Regions from separate parts of the Triticum aestivum genome. Here region 1 is linked to region 2. Evidence: chromatin contacts called from public Hi-C data. All regions are on one chromosome and are shown on one strand. Each heading gives the region's core, a stretch centred on a gene start, on an enhancer-like site or on the middle of the called end of the contact. The rest is flanking DNA. Distances are from core to core; before and after follow the strand shown.

Evidence for each region. A called contact is a pair of places that touch in the nucleus more often than the background predicts.
Region 1: a Hi-C map of leaf shows a contact between it and region 2, with 4 times the contacts expected there. The contact joins the promoter of LOC123117649 here to the promoter of LOC123117648 in region 2. A contact is called at or near these places in 2 of 5 Hi-C or Micro-C datasets (both in leaf).

What each region holds. Positions count from the first base shown.
Region 1 is chr5B:683,915,986-683,922,007 of IWGSC CS RefSeq v2.1, reverse strand. LOC123117649 (G-type lectin S-receptor-like serine/threonine-protein kinase At1g34300) reads right to left here and starts at 2,761. Exons shown (of 1, transcript XM_044538365.1): 1 at 1,186-2,761. The coding sequence starts at 2,678. The coding sequence ends at 1,356. It overlaps LOC123114201 (post-GPI attachment to proteins factor 3), which reads left to right. Exons shown (of 6, transcript XM_044535587.1): 6 at 1-232.
Region 2 is chr5B:683,772,014-683,777,615 of IWGSC CS RefSeq v2.1, reverse strand. It overlaps LOC123117648 (phosphoglycerate mutase-like protein AT74H), which reads left to right and starts at 2,054. Exons shown (of 2, transcript XM_044538364.1): 1 at 2,054-2,791; 2 at 2,897-3,476. The coding sequence starts at 2,254. The coding sequence ends at 3,402.

The DNA.
Region 1 (6,022 bases), core at 1,512-4,011, 140 kb before region 2:
TCAAGGTAACACAAGCAGAGGACATGCGTGCTGCCATGCCATGCGTTCCCTGGACCGATCAGGACAAACCATTCATCTTTCAGCGAAACTCAGCATCTTGTTTATGCGGTATCTTTGGATCTTGCCTTCCTGATTTCTGTTTTGATTGATATCAACAATTGTTTTGTTCTGTAATAGAAAAGGACATAATCTTTTTCGTGTCTGTTGAAATGGTTCACCATACGGGTTTCAATGCTTATACTCCCTCTGTCCCATAATGTAAGACATTTTTTGACTCTAGTGTAGAGTCAAAAAACGTCTTACATTATGGGACGGAGGGAGTATAAACCTAGCATTGCAGTCAAAGACGAGATAACAAGCCAGAAGTTATGAATTTCAGTTCCTTTGGGAATTTTCAACTTGGACGCTCATTTCTTCCCTTTATGTCTGGATAATTCATAATGCATGCCCGTATTGGGCTGGACTGGTTTGGACGTGTCCCCAACCCGGTGCTCGTTTAGGGACCTCCAACTGGTCCGGACTATACCTGGCCATCAGCCACGCTGGGCTGGGCTTCAGGTTTGGGCCTAACAAAGCCCGAAGCAGAAAACCTAGGCCTCAATGCCCCACCATACTGTTGCCGCCATCACAATGGACATGTTGGAGGCCAACAACTTGTCTGTCATCCTGCCGTACTCAACTCCCTTGCCTGCCGCGTCCGCACCGATGAATGGGGAGATGATCAAACGCCAAGCCCGACGCTTGAGGGCAAAGGCAGTGGGTGCGGCCACCCGAGCCCTAGCCTAACTCCTCCAGCAGTCTTGATTCAATCAAAACCCCACTCGAAGCTCGCTGTTTTTGACAATTCACCCTACTCTTTTTGCGTCCCACACCGCCCTCTTCACCCTCAACGTCACAACCCATGCCATCGTTACCGCCCACACCCTCGTCACCATTGCAATGGATCTGGTGGAGGCCAAAAACTTTTTCGTCGTCCCACTGAACCTAGCTCCCTTGCCCGCCGCATCCGTGCCGATGAATTGGGAGACGATCAAACGGCTGGATGGTGAAGGAGATCCGTGCGGGCGCGGCAATATATATTAGTGTAGATCTGATTACAAAACACGTACCGTGAAAACGAATCAATGTTCATTTTGAAAAACATTCCCAATAACAGGATGCAACAATTTTGCAATGTTTCTTAGTATTAATTAACACGGGTTAACTCTTCTGAAATAAGCAATCTGAATAACTTTACAGATTATTTTTGCTAAAAGGGTGTTACTCTTTATTTTATTTCTCTTAGCCCACAAAGTTCTGCAACGGGTGCCAAGCTTTGCTAGCAGTATGATTTTAGAGGAAAATAAATAAATAAATCATCCATGGAGGCCGGAGGTCCCCGGCGACGACGCGTTAGTGGCGCTGACGGGCGGGTTGGGGACGCCGGGGAAGCAGACCTTGACGAAAGATGTGCTGGGGAGCGACGCGGACTGGTAGGCGCTGACGAAGTTGGAGACCTTGAGCCAGCAGAGGCCGGAGCCGTCGGAAAGCGCGGTGGCGCCGACGCAGGAGCTGCCGGCGAGGCAGTTGAGGCGGCATGCCGTGATGCCGATGTAGAACTGCTCTATCGCGATCTCCAGCGGGTAGGTGAGGAACTGCGTGTTGTCGATCTGGAGCATGGTGGAGTTGCCCGGGCAGTTTTGGAGCTCGGTCTTGCGCTTGCACCCGCTCCGGGGGTTCGATGCGTCGACGAGCTCGAAGTTCCGCGACGGGCAGCCGCACACCGGCGACGTGCGGTTGTAGCTGCACATGCCCATGTTGCCGCAGTAGCCGAACACCTGGCATTGGTCCGCCACCGCCGACCACTGCTCCGTCGCCGTGCCGCTGCCGTGCGCGGCGCTGTAGGCGCGGAAGTTGCCGTCCGAGTCGAGGCGCAAGAAGCGCAACATGTCGCCGCTCTCGCCGTAGTTGCTGCTGTAGGCGACGATGATGGGGGAGTCGAGCGAGCCGTCGGTGATGGAGACGATGCCGTTGGTCTGCATCGTGAGCTTCGGGGAGCTGAGCGTCGTGTTGGCGGTGAAGGTGTAGTTGTAGCCCTTGCTGAGGTAGGTCACGGGAGCGGCGCCGGCGCTGGCCCAGTTGAGCGTGAGGTTGCCGGTGGCCCTGTCGACGGCGAAGACGTAGGGGCCGGAGGTTAGGTTCATGCCGGAGGTGAAGCTCTGCGACATGACCACGGTGTCCGTCGGGTGGTGGAATGACTGCCACACGACGCGCCCCCTGGAATTGTTGAGCACGAGGTTGCCGCTCTCATGGAGGGATGCGGCGGCGACGCCTCGGCCGGCGGTGCCGGACGACCAGAGCACGGCTCCAGAGCCGTTGACCAGGTGCAGGTCGCCGGACGACGAGAGGCGGAGCGAGCCCCTCGAATCCACGGCCGCGCCGGCACCGGCGGACCAGACGGGGACGCCGCCAGCGTAGGTGACGGCGGCGACGAAGAGCGACGGGGAGGTCGGCGACGGCACGAAGCGGAGGGAGTAGGTGGAGTTGGGCGACGACCACGATGTCGAATTGGCCGCCGGCGAGAGGGAGGAGCCTAGGGGCATGTCCGCGCCATGGGACAGGAAGGAGAGGAGCAAGAAGCAGCAGCAGAGGATAGCAAGGTCCGCTCCGGCTCCGGGATCTCCCCGTAGAGGCCGCATCTTTCTTCGACGGCAGCGAGGAAGAAGACCGCGGATTCCTCCGTGATGGTGGTTGCACCGGAAGAGGCTAGCTCCGGGGGCTACGTAGCTCGGCTTCCCATATCATGGCGTCTTCCCTCGGCTATATAGCGGAGTCTCCACCGGAAAGTCCTTTCTCAGCCCGAGCTCAAATGAGCTAGGATGAACAGTAAAATCGAAAAATATTTTAAAAACGTTTGAAAAATTCTGAAATTTTTTCGTGGTAAACTTTGACAAATACTCTAACTGCTTGCAAAATTTCATCTTCAGATCACATTGGTACAAGGCGTGGCAAAAAAGACAAAATCAGTGCTCCAAAATGCTTTAAAAGTAGCATTTTGAGAGCATCGATTTTGTTTTTTTGTCACACCTTCCACGAATGTGATCTGAACATGAAATTTTGCAAGCAATTAGAACATTTGAACATTTTTGTAATGTTTTTTGATTTTACTGTTCACCCGAGCTCATTTGAGCTCGGGTGTAGATACTCTCTCCACCGCGGCCAACTACTGGCTGCTGACAATTCCCTGATTTTCCTTGATGGGCCTCTCTCTCAATCTTTGTCATGTAGCTCCTGTGTATGACCAAAAATTCAAAGACTATTCAAAACAATAGGATAGCAAAACATATTTTGCTTGTGTTATTCACAAAAACTAAAAAGGTTTTAAAACTATCCAACTGAAGTCGAGCGTTTGGTTACTGGATCTACCCGATGGGAGATGGTAGCACGGAATATTTTCTACCGGTTTGGATGGCGATCATGTAATAGGATAGACATTTAGTGTTCCTATCTTTTTATGCTAGCCGGTTGTGGCTTTTCTATTACTGTTTTGCTCTTCATGAGCCTTTTTTTGTTCTTTGTTCGAGACATGGAGACTTGTGTTGGACCTTTTGCTTATTAATAATCATGGCCGTATGCATCGTTCTGATGCAGAGACTGGGGTGAGCCCCCTTTTCGAAAAAAATACAATTCATATTTCGGGGACATTTTTATTGAGTTTTTACATCATTTCAGTATTATTTAAAAACATTATAGTTAATTCATTTTATTTATTTTAGCAATTTTTCATTCTTTCACCAAATATAGAAATGAATTCATACATATTCATAAGTTTGAATTAGTTTGGGACAGGAATTTTTGGAACATGGTACTACACGCACAGTTAGAACAGTAAAGTAAAAAATACTGAAAAGAAATAAAGTCTGAAGTGTTTTCTAATATACATAGTCGACCGATATACTCGCATGTAAAGTTTCACGAACAAATGATACTCATGATAATCCGGGCTAAATGACAAAACTGAAGTTATATTAAAAGAACATTGTTTGGGGAATAGTAAGGTCTTAGTTGTATTTTCTTCACCAAGAGTATCATGGGTGTCAATACTTCACCAAACTTCACACGTGAGTAGAATAGTATACCAAGTTCGGCACCCAAAATTTTTATAATTTTATTTTTCCTATTGTTTTCTCTAACTTATATTTAGCGTGGGTGCATGTGGAACTATGTTCACCTTGATATTTTCGTTTGTTTTGGTCATAATTCTACCAATTTCAGAAAATTTCCATGGATATTCAATACAAAATTTAGTTATTCAAGTCATATTGCAATCAATTTCTCAAACATTTCATACGTGCTTTATGAGTGAACCTATTTGTGCTTATGCCGCTTTGCACTCGGTTTATATATAAGCCAAGTGTTTTTCACGGTTTACAGGACACAGCTTACTAAGAACCCGCTTATCAATGGTAAGCCGAGAGCCACGGGGAAAACTCTCAATTTATATATAAGCCGAGTACATCTACATAAGCCGAGGGCCAATAAACACATGGTTTATATATGACGGCAGCCGGACACTAACGGCTGCGTCATGTATCCGTCTATATAAGCCGAGTGCCAGCGAGCACACGGTTTACATGTAAACCGAGGGCCAAGGCGAGCCGCACGGTTTATATGTAAACCAAGGGCTCTGTTATGCCACATGGTTTATATATAAACCAAGGGTCGAGCTGAGCCACACAATTTATAAGTAAACCGAGGACTGAGGCAAGCACACGGTTTAAATGTAAACCGAGCCCCCCGACCCAGCTTATATTTAGCGGGATCGTCGGATAATGGCTTATAAGCCGGGTGCCGCGTCATGGGACACACGGCTTACAGCCCACCAGGGTCGTGGCATAATGGCTTATAAGCCGGGTACCGCGTCCTGGGACACACGGCTTACATCGCACCAGGGTCGTGGCATAATGGCTTATAAGCCGGGTGCCAGGCCGTGGAACATCCATCGCAAAAAAAAAGAAGAAAAAAACACCACGTGGAACACAAGTGAACAGGCAAATTCTAGATGCGTTTAATCACTTACTTTTCCAGCTAAAATCTAGAGCCCTTGCATATACCAAAAATCAAGCGAAGATAGCAAGAAGGTCACCGTGTCTTTGGACCAGAAGAAACGACTGATCGAGCATGGCCGGTGAGCTCAAGACCAAGTCCGCCAACAGAAATATCAGCAGAACGTCACCGACAGCAGCACGTGCAAGTATGTCACGAGGCGATCCCAGCCGTTCAATATCACACGGAGGGGCCCGATGAGCCGAAGGTGGTCCCAGACCGTCAACACAATTGACCTCCAGACTTTTCGCGCTAGTCGTCGCTCGTTGGTCGCATGGGTCAGTCAACAGGGGCGGCTTCTGGACGATCGTTTTAGCCCACTATTTTTTCCTTGGTTATTAAATAAAATGAAACTCTTTTGCTAATATAAGGTCCCGATGGTGTAAATAAGCATAGTAAATATCGGCATTTTTTTTCACTTTCTTGTTTGACTATCCTTGTGTTAATTTGAACTTGTCAGCTCCAGCACGAAGCAAGACAAACTGCCTTACCATACCTTGCGCAGGTCTTATTGTCATTTTAACATTTTCATTTATTTACCCGCAAAAACAAACATTTTCATTTATTTGCATCTAATTCAGAAAATCATGCAACCTCGAACCCACTGAAGATATTATTTTTGGCAACAGGTCGTAGAGGTTTTTGTGAAGATATTCTAAGGCAGAAAAATAGATAGATCGTCTATTTCTCAAGATATTTAACGACACTTAGACCAAAGCTTATATATACATTCTTGGAACTATAACTAAAGGTGTTTGGTTTCTAGACTAGCATTGCTAAGCTAATCTAGGATAACTTTGCCAAAATCTAGACCAGCTAGGCACGGCAAAGCTATTTTCATTAGGTTTAGTTTGTCTCGGTCAATCGGTGTTGTGCCGATTCAACCATCCTTCTCGATCAAAGTTTTGTCGTGATTACATGCAATTGTTCCTAGAAA
Region 2 (5,602 bases), core at 805-3,304:
GAGAGAAGGGAGGAGGCCGACGAGAGGAGGGAGCGAGATACCTCGGGGGCGACGATGGGCGGCGACAACGACAGAGAGAGCTAGCGGGAGAGTGTGATGGGAGAGTGAGGAAGATGTAGTGGAACGTGCCGCGAGGAAGAAGATATAGGGCTAACTTAGCAGTAGCGCGGGGTACGGGCCCACACAGTTGTTAAGTGGCTCGGGGAGCTGGCCCCGGGCTGGCCACAATAGTAGTAGGGATTATAGAACCCCTCTACTGCTAACAGGCTTAGCAGTAGCGCTGTCAGGCAACCCACGCTGCGACCGTGGCCAGCCTGTGGGGGCACTACGGAGCCCACTTAGCAGTAGCGCTTGTTTGGGCTTCCCGCGCTACTCTTATGTACTACGTGTAGCGATTGTTCTAACCCCATACTACTACTAAGCATCCACGTATAGCCTTTTCACTAGTAGTGAACAGGCGCGCCCGCCCTTCACCAGCGACGGGCACCGGAGCCGGCAAGCCTCGCCATGACCACGAAAGGGCGGGTGTTGACCCTCACAGTGGGTCCAACGACCAACATTTTAGGGGAGAGAGGGGGGCTGTGTGAGAGAAAGTATTTTTATTTTTATTCTTTCGGTTGGGTCCACTTGTAAGTGATAGAGAGGGGTGAGTGAGAGTCTTTTCTATTTTTTTCTGTTTTTAGTTCGGACCCACAAGAGAAAGAGTTTTTCCTATATATTTTATAGTGGGTTCCACGTGTAAGTGACACATGGAGTCGGGGGTAAAATGTCTAGCAAATGTTCAGATAGTGGTCAAAGTCGTTTGACCAGACGGTAACGGCACAAAAGGGCATTTCTGTAAGTGCACCTAACGACAAAGGGGTAAATTTGAGCATGGTTCCGAATTAGGGGCAAATTTGAGCATGCTTTCAAATTAGGGGCACAAATGTAAATGTTTCATTAAACATTTGATCACCAATAGTCTATTTTTATTATATATTTTGAAAATAGGTTCTAACAAAAAATACATCAATAAAATGATAAATCAATAAAAAGTATATTCGTTAAATTTGGCACATCACCCCCCTCCCTCATCCAAATATTCAAAACTATGACGAGAGGATAGCTCGCTAGGGTGTCGATGCCGCTCAGGTTTTGCTACTTCCTTTAGTTTTTATTAAAAGGCCAATGTCTATATTTTTTAATTTTATCTTTAAACTTTTGACGCCAATAACTGCTATTTTCATTTTTATAATATTAAAACTCAAAGCAGGTTTTGTTCAGAAATACAGCCCGAGTAAAATTTATATCTTTTGAAGTACGTGCAGATGTGTTTTTGGGCATTTCCTATTTGGCGCCACAGGCGCCAGTTAACGTGCATTTTGCTAACTGGCGCCTGTGGCGTCTGTAAATGGGCCGGCCAATCTAGGCGCTGGTTCTCGTTTTTTATATTGAAAATTCTGTGAACTTTTTTGAGATTGATGAACTTTTTTAAAATTTAATGAACATCTGTCTTGAAAATGGATGAACTTTTTTTACTATTTATGAACTTTTTTTTCAGTTCCATGAACTTTTTCTAAAAATACATGAACTTTTTTTCAATTTCTATGAACTTTTTTCAAATTTAATGAACTTTTGCTAAGTTGGATGAACTTTTTTCAATTTGAATGAACTTTTTTTCAGATTAATGAACCTTTTTTAAAGATATGAACGTATTTTTTTCAAATGGATGAACTTTTTTCTTTAAAATCTGTAAACCTTTCTCCATTTCATATTTTTTTCATAAAAAGAAATTAAAAAAAACTTGGGGCAGCATGCTAATGAGCCGGACCATGCTAGCAGCGCTGCAGGCGCCGGATCGTTAACGGGCGCCTGCAGAGCTGTATAGGAGCTCCCGTGTTTTTTAGGGGAACCCCTATAAATTCTTTAATTGTTTAAAGTTACGAGGTAGGAATGTTTTTTTTTCGAGTGGATTGCATTGCAATTGGCTAACTAGGCCGTGTAGTTGTGGCCCAGTTAAAATCAGAATACAGATCCCATTTGCTTCTCTGTGGACACGTAGAATAGTTTTTTTATCTCGAAAATGGTGTAGTACACGTGGAACTTCCCGTCGTTCTTGGCTCGCACACGTAGCTATCGGGCACATGCCGCACGAGCGCTAGAAAACAAACCTTCTTCGCCCACGCACATACCCTCGGCCGGCTTCTCTGTTCCCCACTGGCCACCGGCGACCCGATGCGGCCGTAGCAACCGCGCAAGATAGCTGATTAGTTGATGGCGGCGGCCACCAGGTGCGCCCCGGCGCCAGCGGCGTCGCCGCGACCCCGGTCCCGGCACCGGCTGCAGTGCCGCTGCTGCGAGGACACGTTGGGCGTCCCGCGCCGCCGCGCGCAGGCGTCGTCCGGAGCGCGGGAGCAGGAGCAGCAGCAGCAGCAGCACTACTTCCCGGAGCTTCGCCCGCTGCTGTACCCGGCGCCGCCGCCCCGGCCGCGGCGCATCGTGCTGGTGCGGCACGGGCAGAGCGAGGGGAACGTGGACGAGGGCGCCTACACGCGCGTCCCCGACCCGCTCATCGGCCTCACCCCCAAGGGACAACGCCAGGCCGAGGACTGCGGCCGCCGCCTGCACCGCCTCCTCTCCTCCGGCCACGGAGACGATGAGGAGGAGGACGGCGACGACGACTGGAAGGTCTACTTCTACGTGTCCCCGTACCGGCGCACCCTCGAGACGCTCCGCGGGGTCGGCCGCGCCTTCGACGCCCGCCGCATCGCCGGCGTCCGCGAGGAGCCCCGCATCCGCGAGCAGGACTTCGGTACGACGACCCGATCTGCATGCGGATAAAGAAATGGATTGCCTTATCTCGTACTACCACGTGGCCTGATCGACCACCCACGTGTCTGTCTGTGGCCGTGAGCAGGGAACTTCCAGGACCGGGAGAAGATGCGGGTGGAGAAGGAGATCCGGCGGCGGTACGGGCGGTTCTTCTACCGGTTCCCGGACGGCGAGTCGGCGGCGGACGTGTACGATCGGATCACGGGCTTCCGGGAGACCCTCCGCGCCGACATCGACATCGGCCGTTTCCAGCCCCCCTCGCCGCCCGGTGCGCCGCCGGCGCCGGAGATGAACCTGGTGCTGGTGTCGCACGGACTGACGCTGCGGGTGTTCCTGATGCGGTGGTACAAGTGGACGGTGCGGCAGTTCGAGGGCCTGGCGAACCTGGACAACGGCGGCACGCTGGTGATGCAGACCGGCGAGGGCGGCCGATACAGCCTGCTGGTGCACCACACCGTGGACGAGCTGAGGGAGTTCGGGCTCACCGACGAGATGATCGACGACCAGATGTGGCAGCGGACAGCAAGGCCCGGCGAGCTCAACTACAACTTCATCACCAACGGCCCCTCCTTCTTCACCCATTTCAGCTAGGAAATTCCTTGGAGCTGATCTGTATACCTGTATATGAAGCAAAGATCTGTAAATTCCCGCTCCAGTTTAGAGCATCTCCAACAGGCGCGCTATACTAACGCCGCGCTGCAAATTAGTCGGTTTTAGCGCGCGCGCGATAAAACGAGTTGGGCGCGCTGTCGGAAACACTGCCCCGCGCATACTTCGGACGCCCGCTGCAGCGCGCAGCACACTCGAGCGCTCGCTCTCGCACTTCCTCTTCCGCTTCCACCCCCATCCGGCCGCGTCGCCGCCGCCGCCCGCGCCCCCCCGGCGACCGTTCAGGCGCTTCCCCGGCCTATCCCCGCGCCGCCGCGCTTTCGCCCCATCCCCTCCTAGTCCTGCCGGCGCTCGCGCGCCTCCGTCATCCGAGGAATAGCGCCTAAGCGCTCGCTGCCGCGCCGTGCCCGCAAGGTGTTCGACAAAACGCCTACAAGGTATGCATTGCTCAAACTTCATGAATTTGGGGCATGTTTTGAATTGTAGTTTTTATAGTATAGTGTTGAACATTGTAGATGAGTTCGTCGTTTGATTCTTCCGAAGAATAATTTGATATGGAAGAGGAGGAGGATCTTGCAATGATCCTAGCTATGCATATCAATAAAAAACCGAAGCACGGTGGTTTGGTTATGGGTCGAGAGAAAATTTGGAGAGATAGGATTGATGCCCATAACAGATTGATGAAGAACTATTTCGTGGAGAATCCCACATACCCGGAGTCGTATTTTCATCGCCGGTTTAGCATGAGCACCGACTTATTCAGGCGCATTGCAGAGAAACTAGCAAGCCATGACCGGTTTTTCCAGCAAAGGAGGAATGCCGCCGGAGAGCTCGGGCATAGCACCTTTCTGAAGGTGACAGCCGCTTTGCGTATGTTGGCATACGGTATCCCGGCTGATCTAGTTGATGATCACTTAGCTATGGGTGAGAGCCAAGTCATCATGTGTGTCAAGCGCTTTGCAGTGGGAATTGTGCAAGTGTTTGGTGAGGAGTATTTGAGATCTCCCACTGCTGAAGACGCCGCAAGACTATTGGCGATGAACAAAGCGCGCGGCTTTCCTGGCATGCTTGGCTCAATAGATTGCATGCACTGGAGTTGGAAGAATTGTCCAAAGGCATGGCATGGGCAATTCCATGCCCAAAAAAAAAGGTTCCACTATAATCCTTGAAGCGGTGGCCGATCAGGAGACTTGGATTTGGCATGCATTCTTTGGAATGCCTGGATCTTTGAATGACATAAATGTTGTCAACCGGTCACCACTGATGAATAAGATTGCAAACGGTGAGTTGCCACCGGTGCAGTTTGTAGCAAATGGTCGTACGTACAATTATGGCTATTATCTAGCGGATGTCATCTATCTAAAGTGGCAAACCTTCGTGAAGCCGTTGAAAAAGCCAAAAGGTAAGAAATATCTTGATTTCCACAATGCTCAGGCGGCGGCTAGAAAAGATGTGGAGAGAGCATTTGGGATTCTGCAAGCACAATTTGCTATTGTGAGAGGACCGGCTAGATTTTGGGATCAACAAATGCTTTGGTACATCATGCACACTTGTGTGATCATGCACAACATGATCATCGAGAATAAGCGTGGCCAAGATTTAGACTACTCACAGTATGAACTCTTGGGACATCCCGTGCGAGTGCGACGGAGGGCTGAAAGGGTAGCCCGTTTTATTGCCTCCTATCATGCCATTCGGCGTCCCGCAACGCACAATGAACTTCAGAATGATCTGATTGAAGAGTGGTGGGCATGGTATGGACGACAAAGAGCATCATGATTTCTGCATTATTTGTTGTGTTTATTGGTATGGACGACAAAGAGCATCATGATTTCTGCATTATTTGTTGTGTTTATTGCATTATTTGTTGTATTGAACGATAAACTATTTGTTTGAGTTGTAATGATAACAAAATTAAACTATTTATTGTTGATTTATTTTGTTTGTTTGATCATTTTTGCTCTTCTTTTTTGAAATGTATATGTGGTTTGTGCGGCGCGCGCTGTGTATTTTTGCGCTCTGCTGGAGCGGCACGCGCGCTGCATTATAGCGCGGCTGCTGGAGCCAGCGCTGGCGGCCGTGCTAAACCAGCCGAAGCGCACGCGACAAACAGGTTTTTTGCGTGCGGCGCTTAGCGCGGCTGTTGAAGATGCTCTTAGGCAATAATTCCTATGCATCACGC